2 separate regions of the Mus musculus genome follow, and region 1 is linked to region 2. A link is a contact called in public Hi-C data. All regions are on one chromosome and are shown on one strand. Each heading gives the region's core, a stretch centred on a gene start, on an enhancer-like site or on the middle of the called end of the contact. The rest is flanking DNA. Distances are from core to core; before and after follow the strand shown.

Region 1 (3,236 bases), core at 326-2,825, 280 kb before region 2:
TTAATTTGAGGCTTGGCCAGGCCTGGTCTGGTAGTGTATGCTTTTAATTCCAGCACTCAGGATGGAGAGGCAGGAGGATCTCTGTGGGTTCAAGGCCTGCCTGGTCTAGAAAGTAAGTTCCAGGACAGCCAGGGTTACACAGAGAAACCCTGTCCTGAAAAAAAACAAAACAAAACAAAACAAAAAAAAAACCAAGAAACAAAACAAAACAAAACAAAAAACCAGAGAGTTTGGCCTTGCTCTGAAAATTCAGGGGTGACAGGTCTTTCTCTGAGCATCCAAGGACTTTATCAGGGATGACTGTAATCTGGGAGAGATTTCTCCTACCACAGGATAAGGCCTAGAGAGAGCCTGAACATTTTTCTTTTAGTTCAAGTCCTAGAAGACGATCTTGGGGTGTCTCCCTGTGACTAAGGATGCAGAAAAGCCAAAGAACAGCTTGCAATGAATGAGGTGGCTGTTCAGAGCTGGCAATCGCTGGGCCATCTGTTTAACAGTACAGTCTAAAATGTATATGGCATTAAAATACGCTGGGCCCACACCAGACCTTTGGTCAGTTCTGGGGTCTAAAGAGGAAATGGAAGGTTAAGTGTGAAAAACTTGAGGGTAAGGGAAATGACTTCAATCTCTAAAGTAAAATTGCTTCATCTAACTGAAACAAACAAACAAAAACTGTTCAGCATTAGCTAAAAACAAAAACAAAACCCAAATCCTGTTGATGTGACTGGGTGCTGGACCAAGAGGGTATATTTAGTGTCCCACGCCGTAGGGCTGCATCTTGAAGCCCAACAGGAAGTATCTGGAGTCACAGCTAAAGATATCTCTGCATGTTTGGAAATTTATGAGCAGCTGTAAAGTGGCTCGATGGTGGGCAGAGGGCTGGAACAGGCTTCCTTTCAAATGAGAGAGGCCGCTGAATTAAACACTCAAATACACCAGGTTCGTGGCAGGCGGAGCACACCTGATATGCTAAAAATAGTCGCAGGAGAAGCTTCTGTTGCTAAAATAATACTGAGCCAATAGGAGCCTTTCCTCCCTCACCTAACAAGGACAGATGAAGGGTGGAGGATGGGTCCTGAGGTCCCATGAAGGGTGCTAGAAACCCCGGCCAAAGCTTAGGGAGTAATTTCCTAGATAGGGCACTTTCTAAATACAAGCAGCTTCCGTAAAATGAATCGCCCGAAGTCCCAGTAATCAATAGATTATTTTTTTTTAATAACACAAGACAGAAATGGTCGCACTGCACAGGACTTCACACCAGTCCTGCTGACGAGTGATGCTTCTGCCTGCTCCATCCTGGTCAGGAACTGGTTATTTTTAGACATCCTTTAGCTGGCTTTCCCTTATCAGCAGCCCCACACCCTGCTCACTCATGCTCCGCTGCAAAGTGCGCCTCCCACCCTCCCACCCCCCACCCCATGCATATGAACGGCGTGCTCAACGGCATGGAAAAAGGTGTGTGTGTGTGTGTGTGTGTGTGTGTGTGTGTGTGTGTGTGCGTGCACACGTGCGGAGCAGGCCACAGGATGATCTGCGGATCCAGGGACAACTTAACTTTGCAACTTGCACCCTGCAATCGAAGACTTTGTTTCTTTTTCTCCTGGTTGTCACTTTTGGGCTGGGGATATAGTACCTACTGTAAAAGCATGGGGACCCACATTCGACGCCCAGACGCCACCTGAAAAAGCCGAGAATAGTGGTATGCATTTATAATCCCAGCAACAGGGAGGCAGGGATAGGTGGATCCCGAGGGTTTGATGGGCAGCCAGCCCAGTCTAAGAGGTGAGCCCAAGGTCAGTGGAGAGACCCTCACTCAAATAAACAAACAACGACGACAAAGCAAGGTAGACTGTGCCTGAGGAAAAAAATGACACTTGAAGTTGCCCTATGGCTTCTATGCCCCTGCCCGCCCCCCTCGGTCCCACGGGACACAAAACCAATTGTTATTTTGGTTGTTGTGCATAGTAGAGCTGACAAAGAACACCATGGTAGCCCTGAACCTTTCTTGTGGTGATGGAGGGACCAGGGCATGCAGAAGCACCATCTGGGTTTGAGGGATGCTGCTGTTGCCATAGTTACTGGGCTTTATTTATTTATTTATTTATTTATTTTGGTCAAAGGTGGGGTGGGGGGCAGCAGAGAGCACCGAGCATACTGGCTCTGTGTGGAGGCTGCAGGAACTGCTTGCTTTTCACCTCAGCTAGACTCTTCACCATCTTTGCTGGGCTACACTCCTGCGTGCCTAAGCTCACAGCAGGGCTGGGCCTGGCTGTTGCCATTGCTCACACTGGGACTGGTCCTGCAGGCTGGGAGGAGAGGGGCCCACCTTCTCCGAAGCAGGCCTTTCTAAAAGCGTCTGCTCGGTGTCCATTTAACTAAGGGGATTATCATTTAGTTTATCTGGTTCCTTTCCCTCGCAACAGATTCTACCGAAACCAGGTTAAAAACCTGTAACGTTGCCATGACAGTACCCGTGACACATGCGCTCAGAGTCATACACACTGCCTCCCTCTGGGACTGCATATGAGAAAGTGAAATTACTTAATGTGTGAGATGAGGGGAATCACAAAGATATCTTTTCCTGGCTCCCTTTCTGCACGGTTATAGTTGTTAAATAGCCTTTACTTTTTTTTTTTTTTTGAGATTTTACTTATTTGTGTGTGTCTCTTTGTTTGCCTGTATGCATGTACACACAAAGGGTGAACACAGTGCCTGTGTGCCTTGGCACTAGAGTCTCAATTGTTAGTTGCCATGGGGGTGGGAGAAATCAAACCTGGGTCCTCTGGAAGAGCAAGCAGTGCCGTAACCTGATGAGCTATCCTACCACCTCATTAAATAGTCTTTAAAATAGTAATAATAAAAAACAAAACAAAAAAACCTGTGACTGGAGTCTTAACATTTTACAACATGGCACCAATTACCCTGAATTTGGCTTGACTAGGTGTGAACGTACAAATTGTGGGGGCATTTAAAGAAATGCCACACAGACTAAAGGTCAAGGAAATAATTAAATTTCCAGCATTCTAAAATGTTTTAGGGTAGCCCACTTCAATACAAATCTGCTTGTTTGCTTTTTACAAATGTAGCAAGTGGCAAAGGTTGTTGTTTTTCTACTTCGAAGTCCTTTGACAGTTACAATATTTAAGTTTTTCATTGCCCCCCCCCCAAAGCCCATATGTTGAAAGGTAGCTTATGTTGGTATTGGGAGGTGTAGAAGGGCCAAGTGGAAGGAAGGT
Region 2 (3,575 bases), core at 752-3,251:
CATCACACCCAGCACCTACACGGGCTGTTAGAGTCACATGTGTGAATCTGAGGCAGGACACCTAAGGACTTAGAGGGATTTGCCTTTGGCCAGCTGTGTTGTTAGGAGGTGGGTGTGAAACCAGGATTGAAAGGAGAGAATTCTCAACGAGAAGAAGAGAAGAAGCAGAGCAGGTCCTGGCAGGTTCCCTTGGCTGGAGCATGGCGCCTGCATCTCAATAATGAAGTCAGGGCCTGGCTCCCAACTCTGCTCTGGATAAGGGGGGAGGTGGGTAAATATATCAAAGCTGAGTTGAGCTTGCTGAAGGAAGAGTCAAGTGTACAGAACTCTCTGGTCTTCCTTCCTTCCTTCCTTCCTTCCTTCCTTCCTTCCTTCCTTCCTTCCTTCCTTCCTTCCTTCCTCCTCCTTCTCCTCCTCTTTCTCCTTTTTACTTCTTAGCCCATTTTAGGAGTTTTACTTTAGACCCAGTAGATGACAAAGGCATTGCATGAACCCGACACACCATAATGTGTGCACGCCTCTGGTTTAACCCAGATGAAACCAGAAGCAGGGAGAACAAGACTGGTTCCGAATCAAGACTGGTTCCGAATCTTGTCTAAATGTTGCAAAGGCTGCAGGCAGCACTGGCTACCTTTGCTCTTCAGACTAAAAGGGAAACATTGGAGTTCCTCAACCTTTGTAAACATTTCCCCGTGTGATCCCTTCGGCTTAATCTAGCCTTAGCTGTGCTTCCTCCTATAAAAGCCATTTAGCTCTGGTTCAAACAAAAAAACCAAGAATCCGTGTAAAGGCTGGGAAAGGCAGATGGGGAGGGAGAAGGATCTTTTATTCTGTGGGATCCCGAGTGAGGAATGGAACAGGTTTCATCCTTTTGACTGTGCACCCCAATGGCAAATCCAGGAAGAGGGTAGAAGAAACCTAATGCTGTCTGCTAAAGGCCAGGGGACACTTGCAGTTATCAGCGCACACAGGAGGGCGTCTTGTTCCTGGGCTGCAAAAGCAGTGGTGCCTCTCACCTTCATCACCAAAGAGAGCATTCTCCATGAAATCTGTGTTGTCCCGAGGTCAGATCTGCAAAGCTATAATTATCCAGGTAACTCGGGTCCGATGTTTCTCAAAATATCCAGGTAATTATAGGAGAAAGGTCATTTCCTCTATATAATCTCAAACCTACCACTGGCTGTCTACACTGGCAGTTTGCCAGTCAAGATCGCCTGTCATTTCCATTTTGTTCTTTACTAGAATTTGCCAAGGACTAAGAATCCTAATGGGGGAGTTTTAAAAATGACTTTTGTACGGATACCGCTTCCTTCACCACCACCCCCCCCCTCACCAATGTTCTGCCGGTGTCCTCACAAGATGTAAAAACACCCTCTGCTAATTTTTAACACTCCAATGAATTGCATTCTGGGAAAAAAGATATTGTGAGACAGAAAGGAAAGGAGAGGGGTGAAGAGGAGGAAGAAAGGACAGAACGGTCCCAGGGCCTCCAAAACTGAGGACCTTAACTGCTTGGCCCTATTCCGAGAGAGAGAGAGAGAGAGAGAGAGAGAGAGAGAGAGAGAGAGAGAGAGAGAGAGAGAGAGAGAGAGAGAGAGAGAAAGCACAGGTCTGCAGGTCAACAACCCGCTCTTTCCGACTATGGGCTTTGACAGCAGGGGTAGTTTCGGGACGGGAAGAAGCGCATCTGCATGGGGAAGCCACTGTTCCTTTGCTTCACAAAGGAAGAAAAAAATGGCATTTATCCCAAGTAAGGCAGAACGTGGTAGGATTCGCCTCCCCCATCCTTTCTTCCCCCTTCCTCCTCCCATCGCCCTCACCGCCACCGCCCCTTCCTGTCGGAAGAGAAAAGGTGGGAGGGGGAGGAGGACCCACCGGTCACAGGCGGCGCGGTGGGATTCTCTTTCTTTGGCTTTTACCAGCCAATGGGGGTCAGGACGCTATTGGTTCAGCATCATGTGCGAGCGGGTGCCTCTCGCTTAGCAACAGCGAGCAGCGAGCAGCGGAGGCAGGAAGCAACGCCACCTGGCCCAGGGAGTGTGCGATGCTTTAAAAGGGAGACAGAAGGGGAGAAGAAAGAGCAATCTAGCTTAACATATTGTACTCCCAAGAACAAGGCTTCATCAGGCTGATAAAGACAGCCAGCCAGGCAAAAACCGGACACGAGCTCTGTCCCATGAGCATGTCTGTATCACCCTAGGTGGTCTACACATAGTTTTTGTTTTAAGGGACACTCTACTGTGCTGCAAGGGAGGTGGATGGAAAGATGGTTATCTGGGAGGTAGGGGTGAATCTACAACTCTCAGTGAGTTCAGTCAGTCTTATTCTCACATTAGGGTATTACTAGAAAAGACAAGTAAAATTGGGTGTGCTTGAAAAGGCAATTGGCTAGGTAGGAATCATGGCTTTCTTCCTTTTCTTTTTCTTTCTTTTTTCTTTTTCTTTTCTTTTTTTTAATTAATCAACACAGTAGCTGTTTCTAAGTGCTAAATTCCATCATAGTGGCCAACAATTAGCCCTTTGGAGTAGAAAATGGCAAAAGAGAAAGACAATCCTGTAAAGTGTGCTGTGCTGTGTGTGTGTGTGTGTGTGTGAGAGAGAGAGAGAGACAGACAGACAAGACCTGGGCTGTGTGTGTGATGTGGTGTGTGTATGAGTATGTATGTGTGTAGTGTGTGATGTGGTGTGGTGTGGTGTGTATATGAGTATGTATGTGTGTAGTGTGTGATGTGGTGTGTGTATGTATGTATGTGTGTAGTGTGTGATGTGGTGTGGTGTGGTGTGTGTATGAGTATGTATGTGTGTAGTGTGTGATGTGGTGTGTGTATGTATGTGTGTAGTGTGTGATGTGGTGTGGTGTGGTGTGTATATGAGTATGTATGTGTGTAGTGTGTGATGTGGTGTGTGTATGTATGTGTGTAGTGTGTGATGTGGTGTGGTGTGGTGTGTGTATGAGTATGTATGTGTGTAGTGTGTGATGTGGTGTGTGTATGTATGTGTGTAGTGTGTGATGTGGTGTGGTGTGGTGTGTATATGAGTATGTATGTGTGTAGTGTGTGATGTGGTGTGTGTATGTATGTGTGTAGTGTGTGATGTGGTGTGGTGTGGTGTGGTGTGTGTATGAGTATGTATGTGTGTAGTGTGTGATGTGGTGTGTGTATGTATGTGTGTAGTGTGTGATGTGGTGTGTGTATGTATGTGTGTAGGGGGAGATTTTGGGTTTCTCTTTGCTGCTTCTGTGATTCAAGAGGTATTTTGAGGAGGCTGGGATGAGCTCTGAAGGTCTCCCTGCCTGCCTGTAGCAGACGTTGTGCCAGTGATAATAAGGAAAAGCATCCAGCTCATTCATATCCCCTCAGAGTACATAACCTCCCCTTCCCCCTGTTCTAGACCCCCCTACCATGCTCTATAAAGACCCCCTAACTTCTATATCCAATAAACCCCAATCCATCCCACAACATCCAAGACCCGGTCTTAGACTCCAAACCACAGATGACAAAGTACCTCCTTTTATTTCTTAGAGGGGAATGTAGTTAGTCAACATGGGTCTTCCCCTGGTGTCAACTGGTGCCCTG

What was found. A called contact is a pair of places that touch in the nucleus more often than the background predicts.
Region 1: a contact with region 2 is called in a Hi-C map of cortical neurons, with 2.5 times the contacts expected there. The contact joins two enhancer-like sites. A contact is called at or near these places in 1 of 39 promoter capture datasets (cranial neural crest), 1 of 15 datasets of contacts at CTCF or cohesin (large pre-B cells), 5 of 484 Hi-C or Micro-C datasets (bone marrow-derived macrophages, cerebral cortex, cortical neurons and 2 more), 8 of 115 datasets of contacts at active chromatin or transcription factors (bone marrow-derived macrophages, craniofacial prominence, embryonic basal ganglia and 5 more) and 1 of 9 other capture datasets (embryonic tail).

Annotation. Positions count from the first base shown.
Region 1 is chr3:51,727,241-51,730,476 of GRCm38.p6, forward strand. All of the region lies in intron 2 of Maml3 (mastermind like transcriptional coactivator 3), which reads right to left. Among named protein-coding and RNA genes, the nearest start is that of Gm46803, 21 kb to the left of the region's middle. Within about 2 kb of position 1,576, at least 69 of the 459 cell types and tissues checked have an H3K27ac peak or open chromatin away from gene starts, as enhancers often do. A contact at or near this core is called in cortical neurons and granulocyte-monocyte progenitors, where this site is marked.
Region 2 is chr3:52,005,865-52,009,439 of GRCm38.p6, forward strand. The region is part of intron 1 of Maml3 (mastermind like transcriptional coactivator 3); the gene reads right to left. Among named protein-coding and RNA genes, the nearest start is that of Maml3, 97 kb to the right of the region's middle. Within about 2 kb of position 2,002, at least 184 of the 459 cell types and tissues checked have an H3K27ac peak or open chromatin away from gene starts, as enhancers often do. A contact at or near this core is called in cortical neurons and granulocyte-monocyte progenitors, where this site is marked.